2 separate regions of the Mus musculus genome follow, and region 2 is linked to region 1. The links are chromatin contacts, called in public HiChIP or PLAC-seq maps. All regions are on one chromosome and are shown on one strand. The core of a region is the stretch at or near the end of the contact, and the rest is flanking DNA. Distances in the headings are between cores, read along the strand shown. Region 1 has its middle 17 kb from the start of Gm41112. Region 2 has its middle 4.1 kb from the start of Gm32224.

Region 1 (4,035 bases), core at 612-3,111:
GACTTCCGCTGGGCTTAGAAGATGAGTGAGTATCAAATGGAGGAGAACAGATAGTACAGCCTTGCTCACAGACTCCAGGTCAGGCCATGTGATCCCGGCATGGGAGGAGGTGGGCGAGCATCTTCCAGAGCACAGTGGGAAGGAGGCCCAGATGGCTTTGTGGGATGTGGCCCCATGTCTCCTTCAGCCCCCAGGGACTCTGTCCTTCGGGTAACAGGACTACTTGAGGGTTTGAGGCAGGATGGTGGTGTCCCAGTGGACTCAGATTTCTGGGAAAAGCAGTCAACTATTTCCCTCATGACAATGAAGGTCATCTGAGAACAACGCCTATCTCAAGTAAGTCAGCTGGACATACCTCTCCCGCATCTTCCCACCTTCGGAATGAGCCAGGAGTGGGGCCCTACAGGCAGGCCCGTGCTGCTCATCCTGAAAAGGAAGGAAGACATAGAGGGATGGCCTGTAGGTAGTTTACCCAAGGTCACCCAGATGCCAGGCGGCTGAGCTAAGATTCCAACCTGAGTACAGTAGAGCCTGCTGTCTATGGCTTCCCTTGTCTTGACAAGTAAACTTGCGGTTGGCCAATCACAATCTGAAAATGCTAAATAAAAAAAATTACAGAAAGAGACTGCACACAGGCTTTTTAATGTATTCTGTGCCATTCGGAGTAGCATGATGAAATCTTATATTGCCCGACTCTGCTTTGCCCAGTTATGAATCATTCCTACAGCCGGTGAATACATGTTACATCCACTATCCACCCATTAGTCATTTCATGGTCTTCTTAGTTCTCAGGTCAATTGCCATATGAGGGCTTGTGCTTAAATGCCGCATTAAAAAAATAGTTTGAGAGGGAGCAAAAGAGAGGCAGCTCACTCACATAACTCGCTACAATATATTGTTACAACTGCTCCGTTTTGTTACCAGTTGTTGTGCCTCATCTTTCATGGTGCCTAATTTATAAATTAACCACTGTTGAAGGCACTACACGTAGAGAAAACAAATCATGCCCTGGGCTGTGCCTGATCCGTGCTCTGAAGCAGGGAGAGACTTGAAGCCTGTTCCCAGCAGATGGGGTGTAGGAAGGGCACTCCTGGATTCGGCTTATTGAAGATTCCAACATGATGCAGCTTGGAAAGAGGCAGAGAAATCACGGGCACCGAGACAGCAGAGGGAGCAGGGAGGAGCACAGTTGTCTTGTCCTCCACCCTGCCCCACTGTGGGTGTGATTTATGGCCCTAAGTGTCATCATATAGGATGCAACATCCTTTAAACACCAAGAGCACATGCTTTGAACACACACACACATTTGCATTTGACCACAATACATTGTTGTGCTTTATAAAGAATGAGGAAAACTGCTTTCTGAACATCTGGTGGGGTTCTCCCCCCAAGCCCAGATGTGGTAGATTATAAAGACAAGGCTCTGTATGCCAGCAACAATTTCCCAGTGATACTCCAGCCAGCACATGCTATTCCTCTTTAGACTCCTAAGTCCTTAGCCTCCGGGTCTCTAGGACACTGGTCTGGGTCATCATGTCTAATTGCATTCTGGGTCTCAGCTGGTAGAGGGTGAGCTGCTGCCCCCACTTGCTCTTAAGTGCTCAGTGGGGCTGGCAGGAGAGGGAACAGTGGTATGCGAGGTGGGTGATTTTACAATTGGCTGGACTCTGTGACAAACACCATCCTGCATTTCTTGGTGAGCAGTGTCCCTAAGCACTCTTGCTGTGATCTTGGGTGGGGTAGACTATTGGCTTGCTTGTCCCTTAGAAAAACTCTCATGGACACCAGTACAAGCACCAGCACTAAGAGGCCCAGTCCCCTGTCACCCCGTCACCACCCCACATCCTGCTCTGCTCAGTCCTGGTGGTTTGGGGAACTCAGACAGGGCCATGTGGTGCAGATGTACACACTTCAAGTTCAAAGGTAAGGAAGGATGTCTCATTTTGTCCCTCCATCCGCTCCTTTCTACCTTAGAGGAAAAGCCACATGCTGCATAGAGAAAATGTGGGCTCCTCAGTGTTGGTAGAGGAGATGTAAGCTCCTCATCTCACAACTGCCAGAGCCCCTGAGACAAGAACACCCAGGAGATGACATGGGGATAGGATGGAGGTCACACTAAGAGATCAGCTAACCTCGTTCCCAGCTGCAAGCTTCTCTCTGGGTGATCCAAGGTGGCCGGACATGTTTGTATCTACCTGAATAACCCAAAGAGAGGTGGCCATGGAGCAACTGAGCAGATCTAGAATGGACGGGCTGTGGATGCTGGAGAAGGGCTGGCCATTTGAACCTCAATTCTACGATCACTTTGGGACGTAGCCCATGTCATACGCATGACCGGAGACTAGAACCTATTGTCCTCACACAGCGATTATGTTACTCCATATGTGTGGGTATTTGGAAAGCTGTGAGGTAGGTTATAATAATTAAGAAGAAATGGTACCTGCATGAATAGGGACAAACTCTCCACACTGTAATAGCTTGCACGCATCCCTTCCACAGGAACAGAAGCTGGGCAGCACTTGTGTCTGTCTCTTTGTTGTTGCTATACCAAAATACCGGAGACTGGGTTATTTCTAAATGATAGAGGTTCGAGTAGAGCCTTCATGGTTCTGGTGGCTGGAAGTCTAAGATTAGGTGGCAGCAAGTGACAAGGGCCTCATCGTAAACACGAAGTTGACAGGTAGCACGTGCCGAAGGGACACAACAGGAGAGATGCCTCGGCTTACAGCAACCTGCTCTCTCGAGTAACTAATCCACTTCGGCAAGCATTAAGCCACTGGCAGAATGGCCTTACTCTTGCTGCAAATGATACATACTTAATCTTGTCTTCAAGGCCTCATCTTCCAGTGCTGCCACATGGCAACCAAATTCCATGGGCGTTTAGGAAGGGCAAAACTATTTTCAAGATGTCTCAGCTCCAGCCAGACACAGGCTCTAGGATGGGTGAAGAGAGCAGGTTGCCACCCATCCATTATTGCTGGGCAATTTTCAGAGTACGATTCTATTCCCAGGCTTCATCTGTTCCTCCCAGAAGTTCTTGGGTGCTAAGGTAGGGCCCAACTGTACCTGTCTCACCATCTGTCCCTTGACTGCTCCCCCTGACCTTGCACATCCTCAGGGTCATTAAGCCACCTCACTGGTCCTTGGTGTCAGGAAGTCTGGAGGAGGGAGGATTTGCTCTTTTTTGTTTTTCAATTATCCCAAGGTCTGGGGCTAGTATTCTTTTTTTCCTTACACCTTCATTTTCTTATCCTGTTAGTGTGCAATATTCATGCCCTGAGCAGCATATGGATGTGGCTTTAGACTCAAAAGAATCTGCCTAAGGGGACTGTGGGAATGACTCCATCAGTAAAGTGCCTGCTGGTCAAGCATGAGGATCTGAGTTCAAATCCAGCACCCACATAAAAACCTGGGCATGGAAGGAGTGCGAGGGAAACAGAGACAGACAGGACCCTATAGCTCGCTGGCTCTAGCTCGCTGGCTATTGCTCGCTGGCTATAGCTCACTGACTTGCCAGCCTAGCTGAACTGTTGGACACCTGCTTCAGTGCGAGATCATGTCTCAAAAACTATGGCAGACAGTGATCCCAGAAAACATCTGATATTGACTTCTGGTCTCTACACACATGCACACAACATGTGCACACTCCTCTGTATGCACATGTGCACATCCCTCCCTCCCCACCACATAGATGTCTAGGTATGAACATGGCTTACAGGTTTGAAACCAACCCACCCGTGTTCCATCCTTTCCTCACACAGCCCCTGAGCTGGAGCACTAGAGGTCGTTTAACTTGGTTCCCAGATCCAACTCATGCCTCATAAAATACCAACTAACATGATAGATAAAGTAGAATTTCCCATCGAGTCCAATGTGAGTTGATAGATAGTTAGATGAATAACTTTGGTCATCTAGCTCAGGGCTTGACACCAAACTCTGCCAGAAACCGAGGCTAAAAATCAACCTTCTTGGGTTCAAAAGGCACAGCAGCCCCTTAGCAGAGCTAGGACTCCCAACAGCCCCTCAGCAGAGCTA
Region 2 (4,035 bases), core at 991-3,490, 91 kb after region 1:
TCCTATGTTTCCAGTCATTACAAAGCCCCTGGGTGATATGTAAAGCATTTATTTCTTAGCCTTCCTTCAGAGGGGCTCACAGAGGTGACACAGTTGGCCTAGAGTGACATAGATGTAAGATAGAAAAATAGGATTCTTGACCAACCTAAGACTAGCACCTGGGCTCTTTTGTCTTAAGAAATTTCTGCCCCCAGAGCTTGCGATAACGGTAAGAGACATAGGCTCATATCAACTCCAACAGGCTTTTATAGGTGACAAGACATGCCCAAAGCTTGGCATGCAGAGATCACAAGTCCTGAGTCAAAACCCTCACCTGCGGGTACCTAGCATTCTTCATGCCCTGTGCCCGGAATGTGAAGGAGATCCATGGAAAAGGGTAGGAACCGGATGCATAGAAAATCTTGGAAGAAAGACTACCACATCTCATAAAATCTGGAGCTATTGCCAGCTGAAGGACCTTGGGGATCCTACGACCCCATAAACATATAGAGGGGCCGTCAATTCCTCCCACAAGATTGCCTCAGAGGTCTAGGGTCCAGCTGTGGCCCTATAATTACTGATGCTGTTTCTGCCACATAGGGATAAAGAGCCAGACTAGAGTTTCTCAACTGCAAAACTGACCAGCTGTATGGCCTCCGCTTTCCTATTGTAGGGAGAGACTTTCTGTTTCCTTGGCACTGGGCTGTTCCAGGGGAGGCAATATCTTCCTAGTATGTCTCCTAGACTCAGGACAAATGAAACAAGGTAAAAAGATCACCCCAGGTGAATTTGAGAACAGGTCACCAAGAGCTAGATTTTGCTTGGAAATAAGATGCCACCATTTGACACATGTAAGGGGATCCAGGTATTCTCATGACACCTTCTTGAGGCTCTTCCGTTGATGTCACAAATCCCTACGGTCAATAAAGTACTTGTTGCACAAGCACGAGGACCTGAATTTGGATCCCTTAGCACTCATGTGAAAAGGTTATGGTGGCATGACCTTGTAATTCCAACATTGGGGAGGGAGAGACAAGCTGGTCCCTGGGGCTCCATGGTCAATCGGCATAGCTGAAAGCATAGAGCTTCAAGTACAAGGGAGAGACTGTTTCAAAGGAACAAGGTAGAGGGCTCCTGTACAAGTGATGTTGTGAGTTGACCTCTGACCTCCACAGGCGCATGCATTCCTCCTCTACCGACAAATGCAAACCTTGTCTTTATTATCTACACAGAGCCCCACCCCATCCCGGAAAGTCCTCCGGCCATGGCCAGCAGGTACCATGTGCCTACTTGCCTTGGCCTCAACCCAAGGACAATGTTCGAGGATTTGAAGTTCTGGAGCTTTGGGTTCCTAATATCAGAAGGCCTCTGGACAGTGTTTCCACAAGCTACAGGCAAGAGATTTATTGCCCGCCAAGCTTGAACATCGATGGTGTTCTTTTTCCTCGTCCCAGAGCCTCTGAAGGAAAGCAGAGGGGCCCGTTGAACTCTGAGCTGCCTGTGGAGGGAAGGAATTGTCCACAGCGGTTGCATTGAACTGCTTCCAATGGTGAACATGCTCCCAAACTGACCAGCCTTGAAACAAGCCATCCAAGGTCAGAATGATCTTGAATGGATCTTTGCCGTGCCAGAGCCCCACCTGCTCTAGCGATGCCCCTGGGACTCAATATTGTACGTGGAGGAAGGGTGGGTGGAAGATACATCTAACCCTTTAGGGAATCATCTCTGTGGCAGAGTTTGGGGGACAGGGACCTTACTAGTCCCTGGCTCCTGGCCAGCCAGCTGCCAGGGGAGGCTAATGAAGCCCTATCAGTTCTTTGCCTTGTCCTTCCCTCTGGTTAATGGGGGTGGTCTTCACGGTGGCCGAATTGAGCCCAGGAGCCTGGAGCAGAGCCCTTAATGAGGGCAGCCTGGTGATGAAAGGCCCCTTAAGCTTCAGCCACCATTACTACACGATGAAATAAATGCAGTCGGGCTCAGAGCTGCACACGAATAAATTTGAATAGCAAGACACAAATGCGGCCCTTAACTCTGACGCGCAAATAGAGTTTAATACCGAGGTAAACTGAGACCGCTTTTATTTATTGCTGTGTAAATGTATTTAAAAAGTATTGGCTTTGTGCAGCTACAGAGGCCGGCTCCTCCACAGCCTGGCACTTTCATGCCCGCCGCTGTTATTAGAGCTGTAATGAATGGGCCACTCTGAGTGTGCTCTTCAGAAGGGCTGCAGAGGTACAAGATTAATGGGGTGACAGCATCGAAAGGTACAGACAGCCCCTGTTTCCCAGCCGTGGTGCGCTGTCTACAGGAGCACCTCTGCCTTTGTTTGCTCTGCAGTGGCTGTGAGGCTGCTGTGGATAAACGTTGGCAGGAGCCAGGCTCAGGGACAGAGGCTGCAAAGTGGAGGCAGCCCTGAGATCAGGGAACCAGGAGCCTGCAAGTCCCACTAGCCACCATGCTGGGGTCCAGCACCTTCTCCCTGCAGGGGGCGATCCCTTGTTAGCTACTAGCTGTTCCAGCTACTGCCCCCACCCCAGGCTGCACTGCACCTGCAGTCAAAAACACATCCACACTTGTTTTTGTGTCTGACCATCCATTGCCTCCCCACTCTTTCCTTTTTAGGGATCCTCTCATTGCTTCTGAAACCCAGTAGCAACCACATTCAAGGTGGGGAGTTGAGTGTGCTGTAGAGCTGCTTCGTAGAAAACGGCATGGTGCATTTAATATCCCTCTGTGGATAGGTCTGCAGGGCAGGGTGGTCAGATATTAATGCAAAAGTGAGCTCGGGCAGTGGTTCAAAGGGGGTGGAATGTCCTGAGCTGGGAATCCGCAAATCACTTACAGAGAAATTACTTAGAGGGTTGAAAAAATGAACTAGTATCTCACATCCCTAGAAGGAGGGTACTGAACACATTTTATAGATATGGACCACAGGGGCAGAAAGAGAAAAATGTATACCCAATGTTACACGGCAGAGGTGAAAATGACCCTCTTCAGTATATCAGGGTGGTGACATGCCATGGCTGGCTGGCAAAGCCTTCTTTCCTAACGTTCACACTTCAGTAATGGCCTGGGTAGCTTGTGAAGAACGGATGCTGGCTAAGGAGCAGGGATTTCACCTCTAGGCTCAGGGATGGGGATCTGGCAAAAGTACAGCAAGTAGAGGCTGTGTGAGCCGGGTAAGTTGCTCTGCCTCTCTGAGCCTCAAGTTGCTCATTTTTTTCAACATCCAATGCTGTGCGCTTTGCATAGAAATGCATACACCTACAATACTCAAACAACACGTGGCAAGGGGATGGATGGGGAGATGGCTAGGTCGGAAGGCACATGTGTAAGCAGTAGGACCTGAGTTCAAACTCCAGCACACAGGTAAAACGCCATGTGCTGTGAGTGTGCACCTGTAATCCCAGCACAGAGACGTGGAGCCAGGAGGATGCCTGGAGCCGAGTGACTTTAGGCACGTGGTGAACTCCAAGTTCAGTGAAATCAGGTACTGGGCAATACGGAGGACACTTGACCTTGACTGCTGGTTACATGCACTCTCTTCCTCTCCTTCCCCCTCCCCCTCTCTATATATCACATACACATGCACACACATACACATGCACACACATGCACATATGTACACATGTGAGACTGCATGTACTCCCCCACAAAATATGACACACAACAACACTGTTTTTGTGTGCAATTGGATGAACATAGTTAACAATAATATTGTAGATCTCAAAATCAGCACATGAGAGGTCTTTAAATGTTCTACACATAACAAACAGGTCAGGATCTAAGGGGATAGAAATGTTATTGTCTTTGTTTGATTATTATACACTGGATTCACAAACACTGCAACCATAAAAATGAATACTTACTGTCCTGGTTTGGAGTCAGGGGAGACAAGGTTTCACTACGTAGCCCTGGCTGTCCTGGAACTTGTTCTGTAGACCAGGCTAGTCTACAGAAACCCACAAGGATCTACCTGCCTCTGCCTCCCAAGTGCTGGCATTGAAGTCATGTACCACTATACTCAGCTAACTGAGTATGTCTTTAATCCAAACA

Evidence for each region. HiChIP or PLAC-seq counts read pairs in DNA pulled down with a chosen protein or histone mark.
Region 2: a contact with region 1 is called in an H3K27ac HiChIP or PLAC-seq map of large pre-B cells, with 3 times the contacts expected there. The contact joins two enhancer-like sites. A contact is called at or near these places in 1 of 15 datasets of contacts at CTCF or cohesin (CD8 T cells), 11 of 484 Hi-C or Micro-C datasets (B cells, DN2 thymocytes, the N1E-115 cell line and 4 more) and 1 of 115 datasets of contacts at active chromatin or transcription factors (large pre-B cells).

Annotation. Positions count from the first base shown.
Region 1 is chr14:25,031,235-25,035,269 of GRCm38.p6, forward strand. No RefSeq gene overlaps it. Among named protein-coding and RNA genes, the nearest start is that of Gm41112, 17 kb to the right of the region's middle. Within about 2 kb of position 1,862, at least 53 of the 459 cell types and tissues checked have an H3K27ac peak or open chromatin away from gene starts, as enhancers often do.
Region 2 is chr14:25,121,866-25,125,900 of GRCm38.p6, forward strand. No RefSeq gene overlaps it. Among named protein-coding and RNA genes, the nearest start is that of Gm32224, 4.1 kb to the right of the region's middle. Within about 2 kb of position 2,241, at least 20 of the 459 cell types and tissues checked have an H3K27ac peak or open chromatin away from gene starts, as enhancers often do.